2 separate regions of the Gossypium hirsutum genome follow, and region 1 is linked to region 2. The links are chromatin contacts, called in public Hi-C maps. All regions are on one chromosome and are shown on one strand. The core of a region is the stretch at or near the end of the contact, and the rest is flanking DNA. Distances in the headings are between cores, read along the strand shown. Region 1 holds the start of LOC107896630 (germinal center kinase 1). Region 2 holds the start of LOC107910139 (pentatricopeptide repeat-containing protein At1g26460, mitochondrial).

Region 1 (5,903 bases), core at 708-3,207, 310 kb after region 2:
TATATATATCAATCATTTTTCCCTCATCCAACCTTGTGTTATCGACGTTGTATGGCAATAATTTCCACCAAAACCAGCAGAATGGGATGATAGAAGTGGACCCCCTCACCATTCAACTCCTTGTGCCGAAAGTTTCATTCACCCTATTGCCAAATTTAATCTGATTGAAATGTACACTTGAACCCCTGTTGTATCCTAGCTAACTCTCTCGTTTATATATCAAAAAAAAGTTTTCATGAGTGATAATAAATATATTACTGCAGGAGATGATGACTAACATGGTGAAACCGCACGTATTTGGTATGCAAATCAATTAAGTTGGTTCGAATCTTATTAATTAAAGGTGGTGTTATAAAAGTAGTTCAAAGATTCCTAATAATAATAATATATAAGGTATTCCATGATCACCAATGATCATTCAGAAATTATAGTGATTCAGTAAACAAGGGATACAGAGAATGTATAGTGGCATATAATCATCTTTAATAAGTTTACTGTTTTGTTGATTTGAAAAGCAAATAGAAAATTTTGCTTTAATTAGGGTTTTTATTTTCCAAAATATTTATCTTTTGTCATTAAGATCTCCAATATTTGTTTTAAAGCTCGTCTTCTACAACCATTGATATTGAGGTATTTGGGGATTTCGTACCCCTTAACCTCTTGCTTAAAAAAAATTCAATATGGATATTTATTCTCCAAACTCTAAAAACAAATCTTTTTATTTTGTTTGTATTTAACAATTAGTAGTCAAGTTATGAATTTAGTCAATTTTACTCTTATACTTTTTTGAATTTTGAAATTTTAGTCCTCCTAATTTAAGCAATAGCAATTAAATTTGTTAGGTCAAATTTTGCTATTAGCCTAGCACTATGAGTAAGTGGTGTATTTAGTCTATATTCAATTTGATCATTTTTAGTCCCTATACTTTTTGAATTTTCAAATTTTAGTCTTGGCTCAATTAGTGGCCGTTAAATCCATTAACTAAAATAACATGACTTTTTTATGAGTATTATGTGAAAATAGCTAGTTGACATATTACTACACATGTGATAATGTTTGCCGATGAGATTTTAGAAATAACAAAATATAATTTAATAAATTGTTAGTCTACCATTTGGGTCAGAATTAGACCTAATCATGGGTCGGACCATCTTCCCAAACCCAAAGGTCCGTCCGAAAAATGGTAGGGTTTAGGCAAAAATATAAGCCCGAAAATAGGCTTGAACAAAAAATAAGACTCATTTTCTAAACAGGCCGTGTCTCGGGTAAGATTTTTTTTGCTTGGGCCCAACCTGACCCAAATTTGCCTAAATATTTTCACTGTTGCTTGCTATTGTTTTGTTGTTGTTTACTGTCATTTTGAATCTTGATGTTGTTTTGCTACCATTTTTCTATTATATTACTGCTATTTTGTTGTTACTGTTTGGATATTGTATAAATATTGTTTTATTATTAATTTTGCTACTATTTTGGAGGCATTTGCTTGTTAAGTTGCAACTATCTTAATGTTATTTAAGTATAAAGACATTTTTTAATGTTTTTTCAATTTGTTGGAGAAAATTTATTTTAATGTTTTTAGTGTATTTGATGTATTATATTTTTTAAATTTGTTTTTAAGTAAAAATAATATAAAAAATTTTAATACCGACGGGCCAGGCTGGGCTCGGGTTTAACACTTTTATCTGGTCCAAGCTTAGACAAAATTTTAGTTCCATTTTTTGGGCCAGGCCTGGGTAGAAAACAAGTCTAAAGTTTTGTATTGGCCCAGCCCGACCCATGATTAGGATTAGTCAACGACTAACATTTCAAAATCTGAAAAGCAAAATGGCAAAAATTAAAGAATAGAGGCTAAACCTGCAACTTAGACATTGTAGAAGGACTAGTAGCAAAAATTGACCAGTATTCAAACTTATTTCATTTTTATTGCCAGAAACGGCTTATTTGGTATTCTTAGGGCCAATGTATATATAATAGGCCCAAAAATTACAATCCAGTATACGACGCATGGCGGGGCCCATTAAATTTCCGATTTAACAAATTACAGTTATTCTTCTTCGGCGCCGACGGCTATCTGCGAATTCTGCGTTCACTGCTCTGAGCTCTCTGACTTTTTCATGCACTCACACTCTCCTACCGGAGACAGGAAAAAGAAAATGGAGCAACCGCCGACGTCTCGAAGGACCCGTAAATCTCAAGCGAAATCCGAGCTATACTCTACCTTTGTCATTCATTCCGGTTCTGAATCCGATTTCGGTTCTGGCAAATCTAAACCGAAACCGCAACCATCTCGTGAACCGGACCTTTACGCCACAATGGTTTACAAAGACGTTGACGAAGAAGGTGAAGATGGATCTTCCATCCCTCCTCCCTTGAAATGTGCGCCGAAACTCTTTGGCGGCGGAGGCGGCACTCCTTCCGACGCCGACGATGGCAGTGGCGATGCGGGAGATTTAGGAACCATGATCGTGAAAAAGGATCATGTTCGTGAAGCTCGCGGTGGAACGCCGTCTTCGTTTAATCCACCGGCCTTAGCGGGGGTGAGCCCAATTAGTGCTAGGGGAGATAAAATGGACGTTGAAGAGGAAGAGGATGATGAAGGTGAAGGTTTTGGGACGTTCGTGGTGAGATCAACGGCGAGGAACGAGAGAGAAGGGAGCGGGACGGTGGTGAACAGAGCGGTGGCGAGTACGGGAGAGCTAGGTTTTGGGAAACAAAAGACATCTACTTCGACGACGCCTTTGCAAGGGGAAGAGAGTCGGTTCTTGCAAAATAATAAGGTTTTGTCGAGTTCAGTTCCCGACTGCGTTATCAGAGAAGATCCTTCCACAAAATATGAGTTACTCAATGAGCTCGGTGAGTTTAATCGCAGTGATAATCATCATTATTCTCATTCTCATATAATTGTGTTTTTCCATGCTAATGCTAAATGAACTATATTTTTCTTTTAAGGAAAGGGATTTAATTGATTTTAGTGCCATTAAGACCAAAAGAAAACCTGATATTGAATTTTTGGGTGGCAGGGAAAGGATCTTATGGGGCAGTTTATAAGGCTAGAAATATAAGAACTTCCGAGCTTGTTGCCGTTAAAGTTATATCATTAAGTGAAGGGGTGCGCATGATTTTCTTGTTTGTATTTGATGTACTTGATGGCATTGGCTTGATTAATCAGTAGTCGTGATTGATCAAGTAATTTTTTTTAGGAAGAAGAGTATGAAGAAATTCGTGGTGAAATTGAGATGTTGCAGCAATGTAGTCATTCAAATGTTGTCCGGTACTTCGGGAGCTACCCTGGGGAAGAATATCTTTGGGTTGGTGTTATAAGCATTTTTCTCCATCAAAATTTAGTTTCAATTTGGAGTTAATTTCAGTTTCTAGGTTACATTGGTTTGTTAGTTTTTCATCTTTTGGAAATTTCCTTGATATTTTGTTTTTAGGGTAACTTATTTCAATGTTTGGGCAGATAGTAATGGAATACTGTGGAGGTGGAAGTGTAGCTGATTTGATGAATGATACAGAGGAGCCTTTAGAGGAGAATCAGATAGCATATATCTGTCGCGAAGCTTTAAAGGTTTTATTCATTCCGTTTAGTTTGGAATATATAAACTGGTTACAAGGAACCTTCGTATCCTATGTTTGTAGAGTTTATTTTTACAGCATCTAGATAACCTAAGTTACATTCGTCCTTGTAATCATTTTGCCATGCTTGATTTTCAATGGTCATGGGATATTAACAGCACTTACATGTGAATCAGTACATGCTCGCGTGCCATATTTTTGTGCTTATTTGTTTTCAAACTTGCCTTTTAGGTATGGGACCCTAGACAATAACAATTAAAGTCTCCCGTAAGGATGTTCATGCATTGTCTAATTTGCATTCGCTTTCTAATTAACATGTTGTCTCTTTTGATTTCTTATTATGCAGGGCCTTGATTATTTGCACTCAATTTTCAAAGTTCATAGAGATATTAAGGGTGGTAACATCTTGTTAACAGAACAAGGAGAAGTGAAGTTGGGTGAGTACATTTGTCCTATATTTATTTAATCATACTCCAATACTCGGGACTCTACTGTGGGAAGTTCAAATTCTTGAAATTGGTGTACCCATGCTAATTTTAGTTGGATTGGTAACTATATTGTTTCACTTGAAAGATGTTATCAATATCATAATGAAGTTTCTACTTGGTTCACCTGTGCCTTTAGTGTTTACAAAAGAACGTACCAAGAATACTTGTCAGACCCTTCATATGCAAGATAATGCTGTACAAACAACAGTGTTTCTCATTAAAAAAATGTTTTGAGATTCCTTAAGGTTGCTTCTTTCCTTATTGGTTGAAAAAGTTTCAATAAAATCTTTTAACGCTAATGCTCCTTGGGTTATCATTGATAGAAAACAAGCTTTCTTAGGTAATTGTTGCTTCTTGTATGCTTGTTAATTTGGACGTGAATTTTCAAAATATAAAATTTAAGAAATCCCAACTACTTTGCTTCTTTCGTGGTATGGTTCTGCACATATGTCCTCCCCTAGACTCTGCAGTGCAGGAACCACTTGCCATAGGTTGTTCTTTCATTGCACTTGGCAAAGTACTGAAGTATATCCTTGCTTGGTATATTAAATAAAACGACCCTGCTAGTCATTTATGGTCCTACCAAAAGTGATTTCCTTGCAGGGTTTATAGGGAAGTGGTGCTACCCTTAAATTTTTTGCATGAAGTGGCTTCTCTTGTGACTTGATCTGCCCTTGCACTTGTTGGCCTGAAAGTTGTCATATTCTGACAAGCATTTTGAACCATTGTGCCTCTCTTTAGTTGCATACTCTGAAACCCCAGAACTAACGAGACCAAAAGCCCGCATTTTTATGCTTGTAATTCATGCCTATATTTGTCTGTTATTTTGATTATTGAACAGGTGATTTTGGAGTAGCGGCACAGCTTACTAGGACCATGTCAAAGCGCAATACAGTATGTAGTATTCCCACTGCTTTGCTATGTGTGCAACTGTTTCTCTTCTTTCAAGTTATAGTTACTTTGATGAAGCTCAGTCATTCTGCAAATCTAGGCTAGAATACCTCAGGAAGAGTTTTTGAATGTCATAACAGAAATAAGTGTCATCTTACAATTTCTTATCAATGTCAAAGTGATCAGCTGAAAAAATTGTTTACAGGGTCAGCGCTTTAGATATAATGTTAAATAACCAAACAAGGAAAACTCTGCATCTAGTTTACTCATCAGCCAATGTTTCAAGTCTGATAAGTTATACATAACAAGCAAACACAAAGTCTCCTTTAACTTCCTTTATTGTAGAACGTATGGTGTGTGGCACTTTTCTGGTAGCAGGGATAACTGTCCAGCAGATGAATTCTGCAGCCAACTTAGTAGTAGCTATCTTTTGCCTTCTTCATATTAAATGACATTGATGGATGTTTTTTGACTTGCATCATAATTATTTTAATCTCAATTACTGGAACTCTGTGTGTTGCCATGTGTTTTATTGTAGTATTCTTATTCTGTTTTCAGTTTATTGGCACTCCGCATTGGATGGCTCCAGAAGTTATTCAGGAAAGTCGGTATGATGGAAAGGTACCATTTTTGTTAATCTGCATGGATTGATTGCCTTTTATGCTTTGTTTTTAGCACTTCGGCCTTTTTCTGTGATAGAACTGGAGAACAGATAAGTGCTTCTGTTTACATTTGATTTTTTTTATCCATTGGAAGATGTGTTGGTTGGCAGTTGCATATACATTTCTTGGAACTATCAATTTTTAAATAACAAGGAAAGTAATAGTTTCCTAAGTGCTCCTAAGATTAGTTACTAAAGCATTAATAGTACTTAGTGTGAAAGCAGACTTTTAGATATCTTATAAAACAAAAAGTATAAATTACTTTGCTATCCACACGGTGGTCTAA
Region 2 (6,046 bases), core at 3,450-5,949:
ATAATGTGGGCAAACTGATGAAGTTTATTTTGGCAGCATCAGAATGTGAGATACGGTGTGGAGTCGAGACAGGTTTGACATTTAGTGACTGAACAAGGAACAAAGGTGAGGCTGTAGATTAGAAAAGGAGGCAGCTGCAAAATGTAGCTGCCCTACTTTTTCCCTTTTTCTTTTTTTAAAAATTTTGGTCAAGGCTTTGTAGCAATTCATTCATCCATGTCATTTCTTTACCTACTTTATAGTGGACTCCTTGTATCGAAACATCATTGCGGTGCAATTGCCACGAAATGTGATTAGTACTAATAGATCAACCAATCTCTCTCTCTCTCACTTTTCCTAATGGTTCCAGTTTTCCATTCAAAAGCTTAGCCATATAGCAAATGGGAAATGACATACGCCTCGACTCAAATGTTTACAATATCCTGTAATATGATCATCACAGCCAAAAGCAGTCGTTCTTCTCTTTTTTTCTTTTAGAAATAATCAAGAGGATTGCGAAATTATTTGATTAAAAGGTGCAAAAAAGAAAAGACAAATTTATGCTCCTTAAATAATTGGGATGGTTCTCAACATTTATTTGTCAACATGCGAATACCTTTTCCTAACTTTTTTCTGTTCCTATTCCTCAGAAAGCATATGAAGGGTGAAAAAAAGAGAATTGAGAAATTAGAGGGGGGAAATCACAAGCTAAGAACACGACATTTATCCTCCAAAGGCTCAGAATTGACAAAAATCTAATAACAAATCGATTGATTACTTCATTGGAACCTGGTTAACCCCAATTGTCGCTCTTGATAATTTCCAGCATAATGTAGTCCCGAGCCTACAATAAGAGATGAAATTCCAAGTAAAAAACCCACTAGCAAAAGTTCAAGATTCAGTGCACACAGATATAGTCCGTAAATGCTTACACAAGTATTGATACCTTAAGACTGAAGAACTTGCCTATGATGCATATTCAGTGCCATAGTCAAGATCAAAAAGGATGCCCCTGCGATTTTCGGAGCCCATCCTGATCCTGAATTTCTTAGCCAGAGATTCAACTTTATCATCACACTCATAGTCCATCTCTCGTATGCATCGCCTTCTGACCCTTTTTAGTGTTTCTTTGGATGGTACAAATCCAGCAGTCACCTGCCAAAAGAATTGTTCAATGCCCATCAATCTTTTTGTATGGAGATATCATGTGCTAATTCCTAACAACCAGAAAGAAAATGGAGTTACCATCTTGTCAATCATAGAGAGAGCAGCTTTTTGATCTCGATTGATGAGATGAGCATCAATAAGCAACGAATATGACTTAGCATTGGGTTTCACACCCAAGCTCAGCATGTGCTCAAACACCCTTGAAGCTTCAAAAGTCTGCCATAAAGGATATATTTACTTGAAGAATTAGGTTTAAGTTCACACCTTAAATCCCAAGAAAGCACCTTTCAGTCGGGAAGGGGGTGGTTCGATGAGTTTTTTAGAACATGAGACTATGCTACAGGTGCAAGAGAGAAAAAGGACACAAAAGAAGAATCAGGCTAAGCATTTTTAACAACATCTAGGATACATGCATTCTGCAAGCTCAAGATTAACTCATGCATGCAGCTAAATGTACTGGTTGCAAGTGTATGTACATACAAGGGAGAGAGATACATACTTTCTTCAGCTTTCCAAATGCATAGATTAGAGCATTATATGAATGAATGTCAGGGGTCAACCCAAAAGAGGAACTTATTGCATCAAATGTTTGGTAGGCACGCTCGATATCCCATATGTTTCCACATCCCAAAATTATACAATTCAGAGCAGCAACAGACTTGTATGGAGGGTCTGCACGACTTAAGTTCTCAAGTTGATAATATACCTGGGGAGAATATTTCAATTTTTCAACATCAGCAACACCCTCCTCTATAAATGAGCAAAAAATATGCAAGTAGGTTTATGAAAAATTTTAAACAAGCAATGATGAATTGAATACCATAACAGCAAACTTGAAAAGCCTTTATTTCCCCAAAAGAGAGAAAAAAAGGAAAGAAAAGATTTCTCTCACACAAAATTGTAGTTACAAGGACGTAAGTGCTAAATTCTGATAAAGTGGCCTACAGATGCAAATTCTAATATAATTGCCAGGGCATGCAGCCATCAATGAATGCATTCCAAGAATAGAATGATGCAGCAAAAATAATTTTATTTTAAACATATTTCACAGTTCTAAACACAAAGACAAGTGGTCTAAAAGGCTTCATTAAAATGCTCAATAAGCATCAAATGGTTATTGAGCAGCTTAAGGAATTTCTTTGAAATTTATTCATCACTAATATTTCTAAATTGGATTCATTCTAATTTAAAAGGCAACATGCATGCATGGTGATATTTCACATACTAATACCCTTCTCTTGAGAAATATAGCAATCGTCGATAACATTAAATAATAGATGATTCAAAGGAATATCAAAGTGTAACAGGACATACTGAATCCAAAGTCTCAAAACCATTCTTGGAGCAAGCCACAACCAAGGGATATAAAGAGGTGAAAGGTGAGAACAGGTCTTCTGCTTCGTTACTGGACTTGCCATGAGCAGCCTCAAACTCATGCAACGTGCCAAAAGCTTTCTGCAGATTCCCCAATGATGCATATGCATAAATCTTCCCAAGGAAAGATTCAGGATTGGGCACCTTCTTTTGACGCAATGAACGCCGTAGGATTGCCCAGGACACATCCAACAGTTTTGAACTGTATGTCCTACCCGCAGTTGCAAGTGCTGAGACAATTAATCCTTGATCTACAGAAAGCAAGAAAGGCGGCCTTGCATTTTCACCCCGAGCAATCCATTTGGCCATAAATTCCAAGGCATAAAATGCTAGCTTGCTGTTATCCGCTTGCATTGCAACTTCTGCAAGATAGTTGCACAAAGTCCAATTTGGATAAAGAGCTCTATTCTGATCTGTTGTCTGATAAGAGTCATGAGAACAAAGTTAAATAATCAAACACCGAGCAAAGGCTACCTCCGAATCAAAACAATATCATTACCAAACAACATGAGTCATATACCTTGCACATCTCAATGACAGTGGCCAATTCATCAAGCCGGCCTTGTTTAACACAGCATGCCACACATTCTGTAAAAACTTGCATGGACAACTTATATCCAGATTTTAAGGCCATATCAATATGATTCAAGGCTGCTTCAAACTGTTGTGCCTCAAACAGCATTCCAATAACCAAATCATAAGTCTCATCGTCAGGCAGAGATTCTGTTCCACCTTGCAGCATCCTGATAGGAATAGATTGAAGGTGAATATCACCAATATTTTAGAAAACAATTCCAAAGATAAACATGCTAAAGCAGTGTATTACTGATGCTATTGAATTCCTACTAGAAAAATGAATGCACATCCTTATTGAAAGCAAACTGATGAAAAAAAGGTCTTTAAAATTTAAAAGGAAATATATATCCACGACCACACAACCCCAAGTCCAATAGTATCGCAGAAGTGATTGTAACAAAAAAAATATTATATATATCATTTTAAATAAAAAAAATCCAAACTCTCAATACAATTACAAAAAAAGAAACAAAATTAACTTATAGATTAATCTAAGCTCACTGCTACGAAATGCAAAGAAACAAACTTTAGCAGCAAATTAGAAACATTTTTAGTTATATCTCTTCTCATTTATTAACTCAAATATTTATGGAACTTTCAAGCAAAAGGCAACCTACAATTATCCAAAACACCCAAAAAAAAAACATAGGGATTTAAAAGAGAGAAATTGGGGGGGGGGGAGCATAGTGCTACTATAACTAACCGTTCAAGCAGCTTCTCAGCAGCTTCAGTTTCCTTAGCTTGCTTCATAGCCTTTAAAACGAAATTAAAGGCCGCTGTATTGGGAACAATGGCAAACTCGTCCATTTGCGCCACCAAATCAAGCAAATCACCTGCCGATGCTCCGATCATAAAATTAGCCCTCAAATAATGATTATAAAGATTCACATCGGGCTTATTGGGCTTCCCATTCTTATCCAGCGATCGAACCCAGAACTCAAATAGTTCTTTCACGTCGGTCCATCGTTGCTGAGTCATCAAATCGGCAAAATGGTTCATTAAAGCAGGAGCATCAAGGATTTGGGAGAGGTATTGAATCCGTTGGCCAGGAGTTTGGCTGAGGAAGCCGAGGGGAATAAGGGATTGCGCTAGGGAGGTTGTTTTTCTGGCTGCGTTTGGGTCTCGCCAGTTCTCGTGGTAGAGGGGGCTGCCGGAGGCTGGGTTGGGAGGGAGAGGGGTGGTTTGAGTTTCAGCCGTGTGGGCTGACTCGGCAAGTTGGGGTTCTTGAGAGAGGAAAGGGAAGCTGGAAATGGATTTGGCTTGGCTTACTCGGAGTAGGATTCGTGTTCGGGTCAAGATCGCCATTTGTGAAGCCATTTTTTGTTCACTGTCAATAGTGAAGCAAAAGAGCGACCTTTTCAGGTTAGGGTTTTTGAGACGACGAAAAGGGGTTATCGCCTTTGAAGGGGACAATAGTAATTTCAATATACACAAACTATTTCCGATTCTAAATTCATCCCTAAATTAAAAAATGTTCGCAAAGAATCAATATTTTATTGAGGGGTGAGATCGGTTTATAAGAAATCGGTGGTAATAAGAAATTGATTATTACAGGGCTCCTTTGGATGCCTAGTTACTATAGTGAAGCACGTTTATCATTGATTTTGGTGCAATCGCACCACATATACCTGTTTAGATAGCATCCAAATTTGGCCAGTGAAAATCATTCAACGCACTGGTGAGAAAATTTTGGACTGAAGGGTCAAGCACCAGTAAACAAAAAGAAACATCAGTGGGTAATATTTTTACCACTTTATTTTTCATATGGGTGTGAAAATAAGACAATTAAGCTGTTTTAATGTTATAACTATTATTTAAATAAATACAAATATGTTAATTTATAGGATAATAAATAGAATATTAAAAGATACATTTTAATATTTTATTAAATGAATTTATAAATTCACATATTTTAATAATTTTATAAAAGTAAAATAATTTTAAAAACTTTTGATATATATCAATTATAATCTAATGTCAAATTACGTTTGAATCCAAATACACACTCCACCGCTGTTTCTAATCTCACCGTTACAGTATCCAATCTCACTACTACAGTAACTAATCTCACAGCCACCGCTGTTTTTAACCCCACCGAAGCTAAACACACCGCCCATCCAAACTAAGCCTAAATCGGATTTTGGTTTTCATATTATTTTTGTGCTTTGAGCTTTTGAATTTTATTCGGATAAAATTGTTTTTGGATTTAAACTTTTTAATTTTAATTAAATTAAATTATCTTTATTTTATGATTTTTAGATATTATTTGGTAATTTTATTTTTTTAATTATACATAAAGTCTCAATTAATATATTTATTAATAAAATAATTTGTAAAATCTTTATTAAAAATCCAATTAAGCTTTGATTTAATCACATTCAACCTTCATTGAATTATTTGTATTTATAACTCTTGGTGTGTAATGATAGCAAAAAAGCCCCCAACTTGAAAATGTTAATAATGATAATCTAAATTTTAAAAGTTTTAACAACAATAATAAATAACCAATGCATTCGTAAGAGGATGAATTTGAAATTAGATTTAGGGTTTATTTTTCATTTTTCATTTAATTATAGAATATGTAAAAGCATAATAAAAACTATATTTAGCTTTTAGAAGCAATGAGTTTTGTTTTGGTTTTTAAATATATTTATATATTGAGATTATATGCTCAAAAAAATTTGGGTTTCTTTTTAAAAATTTTGAACTTTTTTTTACTTTTCGGTATCTAATGGAATGAACCGAAACCTAACTGTATTGATGTGGTTCAATGAAAACATCTAATCAGAACTGAACTAAACTATAAAAAAACCCGAATCAAATTGCCGGTTCAACTCAGTTTCTTGATTTGATAAGTGTTTTTTTTCAACCCTAATTGTATTAATTAGATTACTCCCTCAGCTTAACTTTCAATTTAAGCATTAAATATCAATTTGTAAATGACGTGAAA

The links. Hi-C and Micro-C count contacts between places; a contact is called where the count stands out from the background.
Region 1: a contact with region 2 is called in a Hi-C map of leaf, with 1.7 times the contacts expected there. The contact joins the promoter of LOC107896630 here to the promoter of LOC107910139 in region 2.

What each region holds. Positions count from the first base shown.
Region 1 is chrD02:46,621,195-46,627,097 of Gossypium_hirsutum_v2.1, forward strand. It overlaps LOC107896630 (germinal center kinase 1), which reads left to right and starts at 1,958. Exons shown (of 18, transcript XM_041088593.1): 1 at 1,958-2,853; 2 at 3,021-3,109; 3 at 3,201-3,308; 4 at 3,461-3,568; 5 at 3,923-4,013; 6 at 4,906-4,958; 7 at 5,514-5,576. The coding sequence starts at 2,115.
Region 2 is chrD02:46,309,986-46,316,031 of Gossypium_hirsutum_v2.1, forward strand. LOC107910139 (pentatricopeptide repeat-containing protein At1g26460, mitochondrial) reads right to left here and starts at 4,700. Exons shown (of 7, transcript XM_016837908.2): 1 at 3,800-4,700; 2 at 3,041-3,263; 3 at 2,461-2,940; 4 at 1,646-1,852; 5 at 1,225-1,362; 6 at 926-1,134; 7 at 36-823. The coding sequence starts at 4,413. The coding sequence ends at 946. LOC107910138 (probable methyltransferase PMT5) reads left to right here. Exons shown (of 11, transcript XM_016837907.2): 11 at 37-311.